5 separate regions of the Mus musculus genome follow, and regions 2, 3, 4 and 5 are each linked to region 1. Evidence: chromatin contacts called from public Hi-C and Micro-C data. All regions are on one chromosome and are shown on one strand. Each heading gives the region's core, a stretch centred on a gene start, on an enhancer-like site or on the middle of the called end of the contact. The rest is flanking DNA. Distances are from core to core; before and after follow the strand shown. Region 1 holds the start of Rab6b (RAB6B, member RAS oncogene family). Region 2 holds the start of Amotl2 (angiomotin-like 2). Region 3 overlaps Tmem108 (transmembrane protein 108). Region 4 has its middle 6.9 kb from the start of Gm46150. Region 5 holds the start of Ryk (receptor-like tyrosine kinase).

What was found. Hi-C and Micro-C count contacts between places; a contact is called where the count stands out from the background.
Region 2: a contact with region 1 is called in a Micro-C map of embryonic stem cells, with 2.0 times the contacts expected there. The contact joins the promoter of Amotl2 here to the promoter of Rab6b in region 1. A contact is called at or near these places in 2 of 484 Hi-C or Micro-C datasets (both in embryonic stem cells), 1 of 115 datasets of contacts at active chromatin or transcription factors (trophoblast stem cells) and 1 of 9 other capture datasets (adipose tissue).
Region 3: a contact with region 1 is called in a Hi-C map of cerebellum, with 2.8 times the contacts expected there. The contact joins the enhancer-like site here to the promoter of Rab6b in region 1. A contact is called at or near these places in 4 of 39 promoter capture datasets (liver, pre-B cells and stem cell-derived epiblast-like cells), 2 of 484 Hi-C or Micro-C datasets (the N1E-115 cell line and cerebellum), 1 of 115 datasets of contacts at active chromatin or transcription factors (memory CD8 T cells) and 1 of 9 other capture datasets (adipose tissue).
Region 4: a Micro-C map of embryonic stem cells shows a contact between it and region 1, with 2.3 times the contacts expected there. The contact joins the enhancer-like site here to the promoter of Rab6b in region 1. A contact is called at or near these places in 3 of 39 promoter capture datasets (embryonic stem cells and liver) and 2 of 484 Hi-C or Micro-C datasets (both in embryonic stem cells).
Region 5: a contact with region 1 is called in a Micro-C map of embryonic stem cells, with 2.0 times the contacts expected there. The contact joins the promoter of Ryk here to the promoter of Rab6b in region 1. A contact is called at or near these places in 2 of 39 promoter capture datasets (both in liver), 1 of 484 Hi-C or Micro-C datasets (embryonic stem cells) and 1 of 115 datasets of contacts at active chromatin or transcription factors (embryonic stem cells).

The regions. Positions count from the first base shown.
Region 1 is chr9:103,110,672-103,114,140 of GRCm38.p6, forward strand. It overlaps Rab6b (RAB6B, member RAS oncogene family), which reads left to right and starts at 1,403. Exons shown (of 8, transcript NM_173781.4): 1 at 1,403-1,555. The coding sequence starts at 1,486. Gm46128 (a long non-coding RNA gene) reads right to left here and starts at 2,596. Exons shown (of 2, transcript XR_001779270.2): 1 at 1,855-2,596.
Region 2 is chr9:102,715,855-102,719,206 of GRCm38.p6, forward strand. It overlaps Amotl2 (angiomotin-like 2), which reads left to right and starts at 1,950. Exons shown (of 10, transcript NM_019764.2): 1 at 1,950-2,048.
Region 3 is chr9:103,492,821-103,496,134 of GRCm38.p6, forward strand. The region is part of intron 4 of Tmem108 (transmembrane protein 108); the gene reads right to left. It overlaps Gm16252 (a long non-coding RNA gene), which reads left to right. Exons shown (of 7, transcript XR_003948081.1): 4 at 1-3,075. Among named protein-coding and RNA genes, the nearest start is that of Bfsp2, 14 kb to the left of the region's middle. Within about 2 kb of position 1,706, at least 46 of the 459 cell types and tissues checked have an H3K27ac peak or open chromatin away from gene starts, as enhancers often do. A contact at or near this core is called in the N1E-115 cell line, cerebellum and pre-B cells, where this site is marked.
Region 4 is chr9:102,688,920-102,692,459 of GRCm38.p6, forward strand. No RefSeq gene overlaps it. Among named protein-coding and RNA genes, the nearest start is that of Gm46150, 6.9 kb to the left of the region's middle. Within about 2 kb of position 1,317, at least 134 of the 459 cell types and tissues checked have an H3K27ac peak or open chromatin away from gene starts, as enhancers often do. A contact at or near this core is called in embryonic stem cells, where this site is marked.
Region 5 is chr9:102,833,150-102,836,617 of GRCm38.p6, forward strand. It overlaps Ryk (receptor-like tyrosine kinase), which reads left to right and starts at 1,771. Exons shown (of 15, transcript NM_013649.3): 1 at 1,771-2,090. The coding sequence starts at 1,907.

The sequences.
Region 1 (3,469 bases), core at 153-2,652:
CTCTAGGTGAAGTGGAACCTCAGCTGCTTCCATGGAGTTTCCTGTGAGGGCTCAATGTGCGGTGGGAGACTCTAGTGGGTACATTCGGGGTAAATTCATAAGTGTCCCCTGGGAAATCCGTAGGCACGGGTGTGTGTGTGTGTGTGTGTGTGTGTGTGCATTTCACTCCTGGCTTGCTTTGTGTAACATACACTACACATTCCAAACAGTCCCAAACAAACATTCCCTGAATGGCCAGAGAAGGTCAAGACCAGCAAGTGGCTGGAGAGGAAGAGGGGAGGGGCTTTGTAAAGCCTCAATTAACCCGATGCCTTAGAGTGTACTGCTTGGGGACTGCGTTTAACCTTAGTCTGGCGTCTACTCCTTGCTCTCACGCTACTGTGTGTGCCCTGCAAACTTAGAGGTCGCTCTCTTATACTCTTGTAGCTCATTACCCGAATAAACCTAACTAGCAGGGCGCAGGAGTGTGGTTGGGCTGACGGTCTCAGGATCAAAAGAGGCAGGGCATTGTCTTTGGGTTAGTGGAGCTGTCTTCTACCAGGCAGGTTAGGTTTCAAACCCTAGTAGGCATATCCTGTAAGGGTGTCTTCTCTCTCACTGGCCAGCTCCTCTGGGGACAACCACAGATCCCCTCCGCATGAAGAGTCTGAGCCTAGCTAGATAGGAGGTAAGCTAGAGGCCAGCAGGGGCCACCGAGGAGCCATACCCCAGGTCTGAGCCAGGTATCCGCACATCTTCCTACTCACCACCACACCACACACTGACCCTTTCCTATGTTCCCGCCCTGTCTGACCATCTATCTGGGTCTGAGACGGAAGAAGGGAACCGCATTTAGGTGTCAAAGACCAGAAACAAATGTCCTCTTGACCAAGTCCTGTCTTTTTTTTTTCCCCCTAGGTGGGTGGGTGAGACAGAAGCAGCAGGGCAGAGCAAGACGCTCCAAAGAGGGCACCTCTCTTAGGCTCAAGAGGAGGTGGCTCTCCGGAGCCGGCTGCCCGGGTGGGGGCTGGATGGCGCACGCCCCCCAAGCCCCGCAAACCCACGGGCTCCGCATGACATCAGAGGCTTGGGAGCGCGCAGAGCGCAGGCGCGGGCGGAGCAGGCGGGCGGGAGGGGGCGCGTGGCGCTGCTCGGAGAGCGCTCCTCCGCCCAGCTCGGTCCCTGCGCCCCGCTCCGCCCGTGCCTCGCTGCCCGCGCCGAGCTTCGGGCGTCCACAGCGCGCCCGTCGCCCGTGCAGCCAACGCCACCCAGGGCTGCGCCGCGCACCCCGCCTCCTCCCTTTCCGCCGTCGCCGCCGTCGGACACGCAGCCGCAGGCCGGGGCCCGGCCGCAGCTGGGGAGTCAGGGGCGCGCGCAGCCAGCCCTTCCCCCTCCGGCTCCCGCACCGCTCGCCGCCTCCCCTCGCCCTCCTCCTCTCCCCTCCCTGCTCCTTCACCGCTTCCTCCTCCTCCTCCTCCTCCTCGCCCGGCCCCAGCTGCCAGCACCATGTCCGCAGGGGGAGATTTTGGGAACCCGCTGCGAAAATTCAAGTTGGTTTTCCTAGGGGAGCAGAGCGGTGAGTACTCGGCTTATTCTCTCGGCTCGGAGCCGAGTCTTTTCCCCACGCCGCCCATTCAGCCACCCCACTAGGGACCCTCCCAGCCCTGGCTCGCCAAGGCCCTTCCACGCCCCGGTAGAGGAGAGGGATGCAGATGGGGAGATGGGGCTGGCTCGGGTGGGGCCGGGCTGGGGAGGACCAAGGGGGAAAGGAAGAAGGTGGTTCTGGGGGTCAAGGGATGAGGGTGAGTGTGAGATCTGGGTACGGGTACCCGGTGCAGGTGCGTCCGGGAGGACCGAGGGCGGCGGCTGGCTCACCCGCTCTAGGCGCCGGGCTCGCGGGCTCGCTGACTAGCTCGCACTGCGGCACAGGCTGCGGAGCACTGTGCAGGTGTCTGGGTGCCGGCGAGGGTGTGGGCGAAGGGACAGGAGCCTCTCTTGGGAGAACGAGGTGGGGCTGGGAGCTGGTTGCCCCCACCCCAAGGTTGCGCCCGAGGGGCTCCCTGCGGACCCTGCCTGGAATCTAGGGAAAGGACGCGTCCAGCTCTGGAGCAGATTGCTGCTGGGAAATGGGGAACACGACACCTGTCCCTTTTCGAAAAGAGTGGGTGCAAGTGGTAGGGTAACTGGGCACTTAGCTTCTCTGGCTTACATCCGACTGGGCAGAAGGTTCTAGACTCACTGTCCTTCACTAATGTGTTAGCCTCTTTGGGGCTTAGGGGTGTGGATCGTGAGAGTGAAGATTCTTCCCATAGCAGGTGACTTGGGGGATGGTACAGAGGCGTCTCATATCTGTGAGCTTGGCACTGGGCAGAGAAAGGCCTAGGCGACACGCCCTGCCTGGCTTCCCTGCCCCCTCTAGAGAGCATCAGTGGAGCCGGTGGATTCTCCCACCCCCCATCTCCCAGCTCACCGCCCTTCTTGGGGGAGGGGAGGTCACCGTGGCAGCCAGCCAGAGCCTAAGGAGGGGGAGAGTAAGGGTTTCTTTGCTGCCCAGGAGTCTCCCCTCCCAAGTATCTGACACCCAGGTTGGTCCAAGGTGGGAAGCTCAGACAGAAGAGCAGCGACCCCTCTGATACCTGTGGGAAGGAGTACCTCCTTGAGAGCCTCGGTCCAGGAGTCACATAACCAGGGGGTTACAGACATAAGCTGGGCTTCTGAGCATTTCTGCTGGAAGAGAGGGGGATCCCGGGGGGGGGGGGGGCGGGATTCCCAGCTCTAGCTCTGTAAACCAGTTCTGTTAGCTGGTTTGGAGGCCAAGAGGAGGAAGGCCGTGGGAGGACCTGGTGGGCCCAGGCACCGTGCAGCTATGACGTGTGCGTGTGGGCTGTGGAGGTCACATGGCCACCTCCTGTCTGCTGATGCTCAGTACCTGAGCTGGAGGGTTGGGAGCCGGGTGGAAGTCGGGGTTGCCTGTCCCGGAGAGCTGGGTTTGGGACATTTCACATCGTACCCAGCTCAGCTAGGTAGCCAGCTGGATCTGATTCCCTGTGCTTTGTAGATCCCAAGTGTCACAAAGGACACCTCCGTTCCTTGCTGTGTGGAAAGGATTTTGGGAGCACCTCAGCCCTAGGAGGGAGCCTGCAGGTGCACAGCAGCCTTGGGGGGTGGGGGGGGCTCTCAACTGTGTTGTCATTTGCCTGATTCCAGGCCTCCTGGACACTCAGTTTCTGTCTCTGAGTAGTGGGTAGCTGGAAGCAGCCCTTATGCCTCATGTTTCCCCCAGTGCCTGGACTATGCTGGAGTTCAAAGAATATTTGTTAATTCTAAATCTGAACACAGTTCCATAAAGAATCATATGTGGTGAGTTTGAATGAAACTCTGGGCTCCCTTAGCAACTGCTGATGGGTGGAACACACACACACACACACACACACACACACACGCCACCCCCAGTGAGAGTTCTGCCAACCCCTCCAGGTCTGGAGTCACA
Region 2 (3,352 bases), core at 700-3,199, 390 kb before region 1:
TAGTCAAACATTTGTTAGGTGTCAGTGAATCCCAGGACTGCGCCATATGGCCTTTCCCCTGATTTTGTAATGCAGAGCATATGTGCCTGCACCTAGTAGGTGTCTCTCCACCAAGGGTTTCCAAGAATGCTGCCCATGAAGTGAGGGCACCTGGGAATCCCTTCTCTAGTCTTTGTCATAGGCTCCTACCGCAGCCAGCGGGGACAATGGTGTGTGTGTGCGAGCCACAATTTCTCTTTGTAAGGTAGCCTTTAGCTTGGCACATTTGTTATTTTCTCATCTGTGTCAGACACAAACAGAATCTAAAATGCAATATTTGGATTTCAAGTAAAACATATACACATTTTTTTGTTTTCTTTTTAGGCTTTTTGTTTTATCTTATATGTATGAATGCTTTGCTTGCATGTACGGTCAAACACCATGTAGGTGCCTCGTACCAGCATAATTTAGAATTGCCTATCAGATCCTCTGGAACTGGAGTTACAGATGGCTGTGAACCACCAGGTAGGTGCTGGGAATCGAAGGCACATCCTCTGTAAAGGCAGCAAGGGGGGTTAACTCCTGAGAACCCCTCCCTTTTAAAGGAAAGCTTTATACAAAAATAACCACATCCCTGACTATTGAGTTTGAAAGGTTTCTTGTCCTTGGTCCCCTCCAGCAAACTTAGGAATTGAGAACGCCGAGGGAAGGAGGGGGTTGGGCCCGGCAGTCCCGCAGCAGAAATTGGTCCTGATTCGAGGTGGATGGGACTGAGGAATGCACGCTCTAACCAGAAAGAGGGTGGGGGGGGCGGGGAGGGGAGGGAGTCAGAGCAGCTAAGCTGGAGGAGTCTCCTGGGGAAGTAGAAGGGTCCAAATGACAAAGGAGTCGATTCCACACCAAAAGCCAGAGAAGCGGAAGACAAAGAGGGTTGGCTAGGTGTAGACGAGGTGGAAAAGACACTGAAACTCGGGACAGGTAGGTGGAAGCAGAGACTCTCTGCCTTGTCAGGTTACGGAGACCGGATTTTGAAGACCAAGAAAAGGGACCTGGCTTCATTGGCTACTCTCTGTGTGACCCTAGGCAAGTTGTTTAGACTCTCTGAACCTTGGTTTCTTATTTATTACAGACATGATAAGAGCACCGTCGGAGGGTTACTGGAGTCGGATGGCCGAGTAAAAAGCAAGTGGTGACCCGCCGCGTGCTTGGCTTAAAGATGAGCGGAGTTAGGGAGGAGTTGGACCGAATGCCCAGTGAGTGGTTGATTCATTTAGTTAGGTAGTGGGTTAAATCCACCAGATTTTCAACCCAGATTCACACACTTCCTGTAGAGGCAGGATTAAAAGAGCTGGCCAAGGTGTTTGTAAACAATAAAAGTGCAATTCAAAGTTTGCCGCTGGGGGGTGAAATAGTAGGAGTTAGGAAAGAGGCTGGGCAGCGGCGGGCCGAAACATCGTTTCGTCTGCAACACTGTCAAGGCTGGGCGGATGTGAACTGCTGTGCAGTCCTCCCGCCATTTCCAAAACGCCACAGACCCTTCTTACAGCCACCATAGGGGCGTGAGAGGCTGATCCCTGGAGTCGTCCCTCGGTGCCTGTAGGAATGGAGGGTGAGAACCCGGTGCGGGCAGTGGTGGGGCGATCTTGGGACGAGTTGGTTAAGACACTCCCAACAGCTAGGACACAAAGCAGGGTGGCAGGGAATGAATGCCGCACGGCCGCCAGAGCCCAGAGTGGCAAGGGGACAAGGCTGAGGCCAGCCCAGCGGCCAGCCGCAGCGCCGCCTCCCGGGAGGAAGGCGGGGGCTGGCCCGGGGAGCGGAGGGAGGCGGAGAGCGGAGGAGGGCGGCGCGCTGAGAGGTTATTTGTGGTTCGCTTTGATCCCGAGGGGGAACCTGAAACTCTCACATTCCTGGCATAGCAGCCGCCTCCAGCGCGGGCTGACCTAGAGGCTGCGCACTGGGGCGCGAGCAAGCAGATCATCGGCGCCACCGACTAGTGCGCACCTCCGTTGCTGACTGTACCTAAGCCGAACCGGGTCTGCGTGCGCCGGCAGCCGCGGGCCGCAGCGGTAAGCAAGGTGCCGGGCACTCCGGGCAGTGCGCGAGGCCGGCGGGGACGCTTCCCAGCAGCAGCGGGACACCGCGATCAGTCCGACCCTTTCTGGAGATCGGAGCTGGGGTGGACGAGCCTCCCCGGGAGCGGGAGGGGAGACTGTGAACCCTTTCGAGGATCGATCCTGGGTGTCTAGCCTAGACTGCTCGCGCTTTTGTGGGGGTGAGGACACCATTCTCCGACCCACTGGGGCTGGAGGAAGGACAGAGGATCAGTGTTTGGGAGTGTGCGTCTCGCGTGCGGGGCAAGTGAAAAGCTGCGGTAGGCATATCTCGCTGAATTATGAGGTTACCGTGGCTGCTTTGTCTGGATTGGGGATACAGGTGGCTTTTACCCTCAGCTAGCTCAAGAATTCCTCTTTGTCTTCCTTGGAAAATCCTCTGCGGAGCCACGAACTGGCTCTCACTTAGAAAGAATGCAGCCTGCTGTCCAGTCCGGTGACGTCAGCGCTGAAGTATTTGGAAAACAAAGAGGGTTAGGGAGAGAGGCGTACCCGCGATGCTTAAAGACCTCTCGCGGTTGCGGGTTTTGCTCGCCCGGGGCGCTCGGGCAGCCACCGGTGCTAGTGGTCTGCCTCGGTAGAGGTGAGTAACGCCGGGACCCTGGACTGGCCTGGTTGACTTGGAGACTAGCGTTGGTTCCTTTTGCTGGAGTGAGCCCAGGCCAAGGCCAGAGACCCGTGTTTGCTTAGAAAGGTGGCTGGTTTTCCGAGTGCAGCGCTCCAGTGCAGCCCAGGTACAGCGCCCGTGTAAGGAAGTTGATTTTCAGTAAGTGCTCTTATATAAGTATTTGAAAGAAAGATTGTGCATCTAGGGGATTCGATTGGGACGTTTGTGCGATGAAAGGCCTCGGAAATGTTCGGTGCTCCGAGAGCCTGGCTCATAGTCGGCGCGCCTGGAATCTGCCGGGAAGGCTCAGCATTCCTTCTAGCCGCTCCCGGATCCTTAGCGCGAGTCAGCCCAGACAGTGATTAACTTAGGAAATACCGCGTAGAAAAAGCCGCGTGTGAGCAGACTCTTCAAGTCTTACACATTGCAGGGTGCAGTTGGGGGGGGGGGGGAGGATTAGTTGCTGGCTTGGGTATCGTCAGGGCTCATTACCTTTCTCCAGCTCTGCCAACATACCATTCCCAAACTGAGGTAGGACAGGGGGCTAGCATTAGTATGGCACAGAAAGGGGCCACCACCCCCTTCCTTTGTCTCCCCCCTCGCCTCATTACCCCATCAACTGGCATAGGTAGTTGTTACTAATATCAACAGA
Region 3 (3,314 bases), core at 456-2,955, 380 kb after region 1:
GCCCCAGGACGGACTACCGCAGGGCCGACAGAGCATGCACAGTCTCTTGGGATCCCTCTACAGCTCAAGGCTTCCACCAACCCAGCAGAAACACGCAGACGTTGTTCCACCTCCTTTATCTCCCATCTCCTTCTGTGTCTCAGGGCCTGCATGGCTGCGTAGGGCTTGCCTCGCTCACTCCAGCTCTCCCTGGGTGGTATTTTATAGTACAGCTGCCTGGCATGCCTGATTCCATCTTGGCATCTGCCCTTTGAAGGACCTGAACTCACACAGCAGACGTCTCTCTCATCCCAGAGAAGAGGAAGCGGAGGACCGCTGGCGAAGTTCACAGTCAAGGGCGGCCAGGGCTGGGTTGTGGGCAGGCGTGTTTGATTCCACAAGCTGGTTTTAGCACTTCAGGGCACTCCATAAAGGATTAAACTGACAGAAGACAGGGACTGGGTAGTTTTCAGCTCTTATGTCCTGGTTATAAGGCCACAACTAAGAGGGTTTAGTGCCCAGCTCCTCACCTTAGCATGTGGGGGTTAGAAGTCTAGCAGGGGGATACTACCTTACAGTCCAGAGATAGCTATAGTTTAGCTTGAGTGGGTCATGGCCAGAGTGACAATTTAAGGAGAGTCCTGCCTTCTCCCCACCACCTCCTCCCATTGGTCCATAATTCCAAAGAGACTACCCACCTAACTACACTTCCTTTTGCGACAATCTTTTTCTGCTTCATAGTAAGAACCAGTCTAACCCAGGTTTTCTTTCTTTTTTTTTTCCTGAATAATCACATCATTTATTTCTTTTTCTTTTTTTAAAATTACGTATTTTCCTCATTTACATTTCCAATGCTATCCCAAAAGTCCCCCATACCCTCCCACCCACCCACCCCCACTTTTTGGCCCTGGCGTTCCCCTGTACTGGGGCATATAAAGTTTGCAAGTCCAATGGGCCTCTCTTTCCAGTGATGGCCGACTAGGCCATCTTTTGATACATATGCAGCTAGAGTCAAGAGCTCCGGGGTACTGGTTAGTTCATAATGTTGTTCCACCTATAGGGTTGCAGATCCCTTTAGCTCCTTGGATACTTTCTCTAGCTCCTCCATTGGGGGCCCTGTGATCCATCCAATAGCTGACTGTGAGCATCCACTTCTGTGTTTGCTAGGCCCCGGCATAGTCTCACAAGAGACAGCTATATCTGGGTCCTTTCAGCAAAATCTTGCTAGTGTATGCAATTAACCCAGGTTTTCTTATGTGGTAATTAAAAAGCCATGTAAGTCCTACACACACACACACACATACACACACTCTGCATATACAGGCACATGTTTATGCTTGTATTCATGGTTAACATTCACTGGACAATGAGCAGAGCTAAGAATTATGGGTCCTAAAACACCCCTTGGAATATTGAATTAATGGTCCAGAGCCTGGAGAAAACCTTGCTCTGGGGCGAGTATCAAGGCCAGGGAGTGGCTCTCCTCTGTCCTATCAGGCTGAACTTGCACTGGTGATGCAGCACATCTGTCTCTGCTCTGGTTTCCTTATCTAACCCTCCCTAAAGCTCCATCTTCTCCCAGATGAGGCTGGGAGAAAACACCCCACAGTGTGAGACAGGCCAAGGGAGCTCAGCAGAGCCTCCACATGGTTCTGTGAAAACCCAGAGCACACACTGGTGAGTAATGACCACTGGCAGGCCCGAGGCTTAAGAGGAGGCAGCAGGACCTGTGCATCCTGATGGTGGCAGCAGAGACCAGCGCAGCAGCCACATGGCTCCTGGCCCTCGCTCCTAGTGGCCTGGAGCCAGTCAATTTTAGTTCTCTTCTGAAGCAGAGTTGGCAGCAAGTATCTGGCAGGGCTCAGGAGACTAACCACTCCTCAGCCCTTGTACACTGATGCCCTTCCAGCTATTGGGAGGGTTTGTGACGTGGAAGGCAGGTGAGCTGCTGACCCTCCATTGCTGTGCAGGCTTTGAGTTCAATATACTCCTCTCTCCCTCATTAGAACCAGGGGAATCATGAGCTGGAGAAAGCATAGCACGGGGCAAGCCTCTGCTGCTCTCTGAAACCTGGCTTCTCTCCCAGCCCCTTCGCCAGCGGTGATAAATTCTACACCTGCACTTTGGTACCAGTCTGTCTGCCTGGCAGAGGATGGAGAGTCTGCTGTAAGGTCTGCAGAGGTGCTCTGGGGTACACAGACAGCAGGGAAGGTTGAAACATGAGCCTTCGGACCTGGGAGAGCCCAGCTGGTCTGGTCATTAGATGGAGCAGGACTATGGAAACAGTCCAAACAACACCTAGGGTCCCGAGACCAGACTGATCTAAATACTGATTTAAGTATTTCCTGTATATTTAAGTATAATGGCCAAGGATGACCCATAGGGGCTATGTCTGTGACCAAGGACACAGATTTGATGTGGGGGTAGTCAGGACCCAGGTAGAAACATAAAGGAAGTGGACTCTGTTGTCCCCTTGGGCTATAAAAGGCCAGTGTGGACACAATTAGATCTTTAGAGAGAGTGTACTACCCCTGCCCCCCAGCACCTGAAGGCTCCTCTTACAGCTTCGACTTGTCCTTGGGGAGTAGTTCTAGGCTGTGTCTGCCCTGCCTTGACTGACGTCAGTTTTCTAACTCAACGGTGCGGGTGATGACCAGAGTCTCCTGACACCTCGGTACTGTGTGTCTATTTATGTGTTTATTTTCTTTAGCAAGTGTAGGAACAGAATGATAAGACAATCCTGGGATCCCAACTATAATCGAGGGCGTCCCAACTATAATCGAGGGCGACACGCATGGGAGATTAGAAAGCAGCTACTTCTCACGTGTGACTGTTAATAATTTGCTTACTAATACGTGCTAAGTTTTTTCAATCTCCTTCCTATTTCAGAAGCAGGGATCACAGCCTATGGTCCACTATGCACAGCTGAGATGGATGTACCTAGGAGAGGCACAGCCCCAGGGGGTTTGTCTCTGGATTGCTCCTTGATGTTGCGGTTCTTTCTGAATCTAGCAAGGTGTGAGTGGGTGTGGGGAGACCCTCTCTACCTATAGAGTCTGCTGTCATTGCTTCTTGAGAGACAGCCCACTCTACTGAGTAAGTTTCCTGCACATAAATATGAAGATGAACTTTTGTAAAATATCATTTAAATGGATTAATGATTTCATAGAATTCCTGATTTGATTTAAATAGTTTTAGGAAGTTACGGTAGTTGATAGAATGTTTAAGGAGATGGTTTAAGGTTAAGTTATGGCAGAGAGATATAATAAAGTTAGAATTAAGAATAGAACCTGCCTTCTCCTTGTAGAGTAGTGAGGGCTGCATAAGTTAGACAA
Region 4 (3,540 bases), core at 67-2,566, 420 kb before region 1:
GATGACAACCTGCGCCCTAGATCTAACTATTGTCATCAATAGTCCAATAAAAAGAGACAAACTGATAGTGTGCTTTTGTTTGTTGTTTAGTTTTCCTAAAGACACAGTCAACACAGTCTGCTTCAAAGTCCCAAACCTAGGTACAATTGGAACAATTGGCTCATAAAAAGGCCTTCCTAGTGGTTGATATGTTTTATAAAACGGGGTATGATGTGGAGGGAGAGGGGTGCCTTAGCGGGCCCATGCTGAGGCGCTCCCCACCCCCAATACACACACCAGGTGTCATATCAGCCATACAACGGGTGTAGCATAAAAGGAAGTTTATTTGGGACGTGGGAAGGGGTTCTGAGGAAGGGAGCAGAGGCAGAGGGGAAAAAAAAAAAAAAGAGGACAGAGGGGGACAGTAAGAGGGAGGAGAAAGAAGAAGAGGCCTCTAGGGAACAGGTGGGGAGAGAGAAAGAAGTTGGAAGGGATGAAGGGAGGAGTAGATGGAGGGAGGGAGGGAGGGAGGGAGAAAGGGAAGGAGAGAGAAAAACAGACTGACAGAGACACAAAAAAGATGGCGAGTTCTTTTTATCTACGAGCCAGGCTCATACCTGGCTGTTGCTAGGTAACTGCTAGGCGGAGCCTAGAGGAAATGCTAACACCTAGCTCTATGAAAGTCCCAGCCTCAAGGGATGGTCAGAGGGTGCTGCCTTCTGCTACCTCCCATGTCAGTTTGAGATTTAAGATAAAACACAGAGCAGAGGGGGTAAGCTTAGTAAAACGGTTGGTACTGAAGCCAATCAATCTAGCATACATCCGTCCCCTCCCTCAAATCGCAGAGCCATGGCGGAGCGAAACCCACCTCAATCTTATTCAGGGTTCTCTGTCTTTGCCCTGCCCGAGACACCCAGTCTCTGGTAGCTTAAGATGCTGGCTGAACATTTCTCCCAAATCCAAATGGTTGAGAGAGTGGGGGCGGGGGGGGAGCGGTACGGTCCTCAAGCGCCATAAAAACAAAACAATACAGCCTTCTTCTGCAGGCGTCTGCTCTTGTCAGTGCCCTCCTCTTGGCCCCCGGAGTGTGCTGAGCGTGTGCACGAATGTGCCCAGGAGCCCAGAGCTCCCGTAGCGGGGCGGGGGCAAGCAGGGCGCTGCGGGGGACCAATGCCGCACAGTAATCGGCTCTCCTCTGCTGGCGCGTGGCCGAGTACCCCCACCCCGAGGGGGTGCGTTCGTTCGCGGTGGAGAATTATCTCATTGTTCCCAGACTCAGCGGCCCCCCACAGCTAGAGATCTTTTCACCCTGGCAGCCGGGCGTCCGGCGCTCAGCCGCTCCCCGCGCACCTGCCCTGCGCCCCCGCCCTCCCGCCCGCCATCTGTCGTCTGAACGCCATTGTCAGCAGCCACGCCTGGCGTCCTGGACGACACCCAAGGGGACCCGGGGCTTAAGTCCCAGAAAGAAGCAAACAAGGAGGGTTTATTCCAGTCCTGTTTGGAAGTGACCTTGAGTAAAATAGACAAGTCTGCGCTGGGAGTGGGGGTTGGAGGAGGGAGGGTCCTGTTCTCCCGTCTGCTGACTTTTCCAAGGGGTTTCGTTGGGGGTCAGAGGGTTGAGGGTACACAACTGGGCTTTTCGGAGAAGCTTTTCTCTCTAGGAGGAGCTACTCAGCAGGCAGATCTCGCAGCGAGCCTCCCATTGGAGCCCCGGGTGGGAACCCATTTCAAATGCAGATGTTCTCTTTGTCTGCCTGCGAGTTTGCCCCTCTGGTTTACCCCAATTGTCGCAGCCTCTGGGGATGCCGGGTTGAAAGAAGAACCTGTCTTTTCTGCCATCACAGGTGCAGCGCTTTCTGGACCCACTAGCCGCCTGCCGCTCGCCTCGCTGTTCTTCTCCCAAGTTTGTTTACCGTCTTCCATCCTGCTTTACCGTTAGAGGAAATTTCAAACACTTCCCTGAGTTTGAAAACAATCGCAAGCAATCCAAAGTTGCAGACACTGAAGTCATGGTGACCTCACCTTTCTAAATCTCTGTGCTCACAAACCTAGGCGCCTCCTCATCCCCTGTAGGGACCTTATAGAACGCGCGCGCGCGCGCGCGCACACACACACACACACACACACACACACACGCACACATCTCACTCCCATGCAGTCCATCAACGTTTTCCCTGGATGGGAAAACAAAGCCCCAAAGACAGGCGATAGTGTGGACAGATGTGAACTTTCACCTCATTGCACAAAAGACCCATTGGGCTCACTGCTCAATTTGGATCTCTATTAGTAGCCAGCACACATCGTGCAGAGGGAAGGTCGGGGATCAAGGGGGCCTTTGGGGATGGTGTCTCCAGGCAGACAGCTCAATGGGAGTTACTACTCCCTTCCTGGAGGTCTCTTTAGTCTGCACCAAGAAAGGAGAGTGCACCCCTGAGTGTCCACTCCCCCAGGAGGCCCACTTACCTGGCTCCAGCTGTCTCCACTGGAGCAAACTGGGACCTGCTCTGTTAGGCTGGGACCCTGGAAAGACCCTGCCCAAAGCTTGGGGGTAAAATATTTACCAGACCAGAATGCATATAAAAGTTTTAATAAAGAGTATGCACTGTGGGAAGGAGAAACACAGCTGTCGGAGTTCTCAGAGGGAGTCGTGGCAGAAGAGTGAAGAGCAAATGGGGCCTTTTGATAACAGACAAGAGAAGTCTCACCCTGTTTTATGCTGAGAGTCACTTTATTTTATGACACCCTTTGTCCTACCTGAAGCAAGTTTTGGGGGTGAGGTGTCTCAGGCCATTCTGAGAGAGGCTGTAGTTATTTAAAGCATTATTGCACTAAGGTTCCTAATGGGTTAAAGGTAGGAAACTTTTCATTTTCTTCTTTCTTTCTCTTTCTTTCTTCCTTCCTTCCTTTCTTTTTTTTTTTTTCTGGCCTTCTTTGACCCTAAATCTTCTAGAATTTCCATCAATAATTCTCCCTACAAACGGGGTACGGGGCGGGGCGGGGGAGAGCATGAAATCAGACTGGAGGGAAATACTGGGAATGCCGATGCCTGGTGTTGTATGGACTTTCTTCTGGAACAGAACCGAATCCCTTTCACAGAGGGGTATCCTCTCTACAAGCTCAGTGCCCACACCACCTCCCCGGGTTTCAAGCACATATGTTCATGCGCCTCAAATGTGTGCAGATAAAGAGGTACACCTGGTGCGCACACCACGTGGTAAAAAAAGAAAAACAAAACAAAACAAACAAACAAAAAAACCTAACAAAAACCCCCAAAGTCTCCTTTCACAGGTTTCCAGATGGCAAGATCTGTTCTGCTTCCCTGCTCGGCCTCCCAAGAAAGGCAAGGCTTCCAACTCAGACTCAGGGTCTCTAAATTTGGCCTTCCTCCTCAGGAAAGGAGCAGTGACAGACAGTACTGCAGAAAGACTTAGGAGCCGATGGGAAAGTGCCAGGCCTGGTAAGCGGGTGACCCGCTCCTGAGTTACCTGCTGAAGGCAAGACCCAGTTCCCCACCTTGTCTAGTGAGATCTGAGCGGAGAGGGTTAGTGGCCTACCATGAAC
Region 5 (3,468 bases), core at 521-3,020, 280 kb before region 1:
GTCCCGCTTGACTGACACCTTTGGGATATATTGTATCATAGTATCTCAAGATGTCACTGGCTAAAGATATGGAAGTAAACCAGCCTCTAGAAGACTCAGCTTCCATTCTTGGAGATTATTAGCTTGCTGCAAAAAATGTAGACAGCAAACCTTTGCTTTCAAGACGGCTCCGCCCCCACCCCCTTTGTTTTCTTGAGTAGAGAGCCCTGTTCACAGCATAGGTTCCTAGAGTCCTTCCTGGCAGGGCCCTGGTTCCCTACGAGGTAGCTGTGGCCACAGGTGACTTGTGTTTTTCATCATTCACTGATGGCATGCTTTTGTTCAGTTCATGCCCACTTCCTGGTCTCTTCCTGCAGGGCACTGTATTCTGTGCTGGGGAACTGAAGCTTGACAAATTGAGGCCAGCTTGTCTCCAAATGGAATCCATCCCTCTCACTACAGGAGAGAGGGGGGAAAAATATCAAGATCCAACTATCCTCCTCTTCGGTCTCTCTCCCTGCCCTGGCAGGGGATACAGGTAATATCTCTCAGGGCCTGCGTGTGGATGGGCAACTGGGAGCTTGAAGCTAGGCCGGGCAGAAAGCAGCTGCTCTCCACAGGCAAGGAGGGAGGCATAAGGTCAGTGAACGGGTCACAGGGATGGGATGACCCTGTTCTGGAGGAAGTGAGAAGGGATGCTTGGGAGCCAGCCTGAGTGATGGCTTGTGGAGTAAGCTTGACTGGGGCTTCCCCAAATTCTTCATCAGAGTCTCTGGGATGTATCAGAGATCCTTAACCGGTTTAGGGAGACAAGGGCTTCCTAGAGCAAGGGATGAAATGTAAAAACCACTCTCCAGTATGTGAAAGCACCCATGCACACAGACAGCCATGTACAGCCATAAGCACACACTCACATACATTCCATGTTTTGGAGGGGGGGGCTGGCATGGACCACAGGTTAAAAGCCCAGATACAGGTTGATTTACAGTAAAGGAGAACTAGGATAATAAAAGTTCGTCACATGTAAAAATAAGCTTGCTGGGCATGGGTGGCACAGGCCTTTAATCCTGGCACTTGGGAAGCAGAGGCAGGCAGATCTCTGTGAGTTCAAGGCCAGCTTGGTCTACATAGCAAGTTCCATGCGGGCCAGGGCTACATAGTGAGACCCTGTCTCAAAACAAACAAACAAACAAACAAACTGTAAACCAAAATACAAAATAAAAAGTTTACTAAGGTTTTATGAGTTTTTTTTGTTTTTGTTTTTGCTTTCTGGAAAGTGTGTGGCATGTGAATTTTAGGGAACAGACATGCTAACTAGAGGCTGACCTCTGATGGTGGGATAAGGGAAGATTTCTACGTACCCGTCCCTTCTCACTAAATAAAACAGCATTCTTTTCTTTTGAGACAGCATCCAAGACTCAGGGCGCACCTGGGGAAGAATAAAGAGACCAACCGACTCTAGGCCTCAACGACTTGGGCTGGGGACTGGCTATATTAGCCTAGAGCCCTTCGCCTGGCCAGGGCACTTCATTATTGTTTTTGATTAGTTTGTGTCTCTTTAACTCATTTCCTTTATTCCTCGCGCGTTTCAGCCTGGCAAACAACGTAATGTTATTTATACCAACCCCTACGCGCGGCCCCCACCCCGACCTCAGGTCTGAGACGCTCTCCCGTGCACGCGCGCCCCAGAACCAGGCGCTCTCGGTCGGGCGGCACATGCGTGCGCGCCCTCGCGCACGGCGGGCACGCGCACGCGCGCGTCTCCGCCCGCAGCTCGCCCCCCCACCCCCTCCCGTTCCCGGGCGGCGGGTCTGAAGCGGCGGCGCGATGAGCTGGCCGGCCGCCCCCGGCTCGGGGCTGTGAGGCGCTCGGGGCCGGGGTGCGCGGCGGCGCGGCGGGCGGCGGACGCTCCTGCTCGGCGGCGGCCATGCGCGCGGGCCGGGGCGGCGTCCCGGGGAGCGGCGGCCTGAGGGCCCCGCCGCCGCCGCTGCTGCTGCTGCTGCTGGCGATGCTGCCCGCCGCCGCCCCGCGGTCCCCGGCCCTGGCCGCCGCTCCTGCGGGACCCAGCGTGAGCCTCTACCTGAGCGAGGACGAGGTGCGCCGGCTGCTTGGTGAGTGGCGCGGCTCCCGGGGCCTCGTGAGCCCGCGGTGCTGCCGCTGCGCCGCCCGCGCTCTCTCTCTCTCTCTCCCTCTCTGCAGCCTCCCTGCGCGTGTCACTCTAGGCCGCGGAGCTCCGGAGCCTCGGAGTCGGCGCTCGGGACACGGGTGGCCGCTCCTTAGCCTGCTGTGGGTGGCCCACAGGCCACGCCGCCGCCGTGCGCTTGCTTTCTGGTTAGCGAGTGGGGGGCAAGGTGAGCCGGGCGCCCTGAGTTGTGTGGCATCCTGCACACCTTCGGGCCGACCGGATCCCAAGCATCGGGGTTTGCCTTGGGTTCCTTGAGTGTGACCTGATGCTGCCGTTCCAGGCCACTTGCCTACTCTGCAGACCCTGAAGCGAGAGGAGAACTTGGCTTTGGGGTCCGTCGGCGGTGGTTCCGTTTACCTGTTTAGCCCGTTGTTTGGGGAGTCCGACTCTGCCCTCCGCTTGGAACTCTGTGCATTCTGAAAATCAGCCCTTGAAGGAAGGCCTGGCCAGCCATCAAAAGGAAGTCTCTGATAGTTAGGGATACCCAGCTTTTGCCGTCTTTTGTGCATTAAGGCAGTCCCTTCACTTTTTATCGGGGTGTTTTAGAGTGAAGTGTTGGAACTGGAAAGGTCTCCCCCTAAATATCCATTAAGTGTCACTTTTTTAGTGAGCGAGTATGCCTCCCCCAAGTGTGTGTGTGTGTGTGTGTGGTGTGCGCGCGCGTGTGTATGCGTATGTGTGTATTAGAGGAGGTTTTTTTGTTTGTTTGTTTGTTTGTTTGTTTTGTTTTGTTTTTCCTTTCCAGACAGGGACTTTATGTAGCCTGGGCTGTTTTGGAATCCACTATGTAGACCAGGTTGGCCTCAAGCTCACAGAGAGCCTTCTGCCTGTTAGAAGAGTTTCTTAGGGTCTGTTGAGAGAGTTTAGCCTCGGAATGAAAACTGCTTTTAGCAGACTGTTTAGACATAGTTGTATGTGTAGGTTTATCGGCTTTAACTAAAGAACTGTGTTTTCCTAACATCCTAATTTAACCTTCCTTATAGTCTAGTTGAATTAGCTGAATTTAGTCTAGCAGAATTGAAATGGCATCTGAGTTACGCCTGGAGCATGGGAGAAAGGCTTGGGAAAAAATAACGATTTGTAGTGCGGCTCCTAGGCGTGCTTTTGTAAGGGTTGTTTTTGTTGTTGTTAAAAGAACTTACGTAATTGTGACTTTATTGACATGTATTTCCTCTCCTGCCTTAGCCAGGATGGAAGTAGGGAGACAGAGATATCTGGCAGCAGACAGAGACGAGTACATGTGCCTACCGTTGCGTGTTAGAGTTTTGCTGTTACTTTTATTTATTTTGGTGTGTGTGTACCAC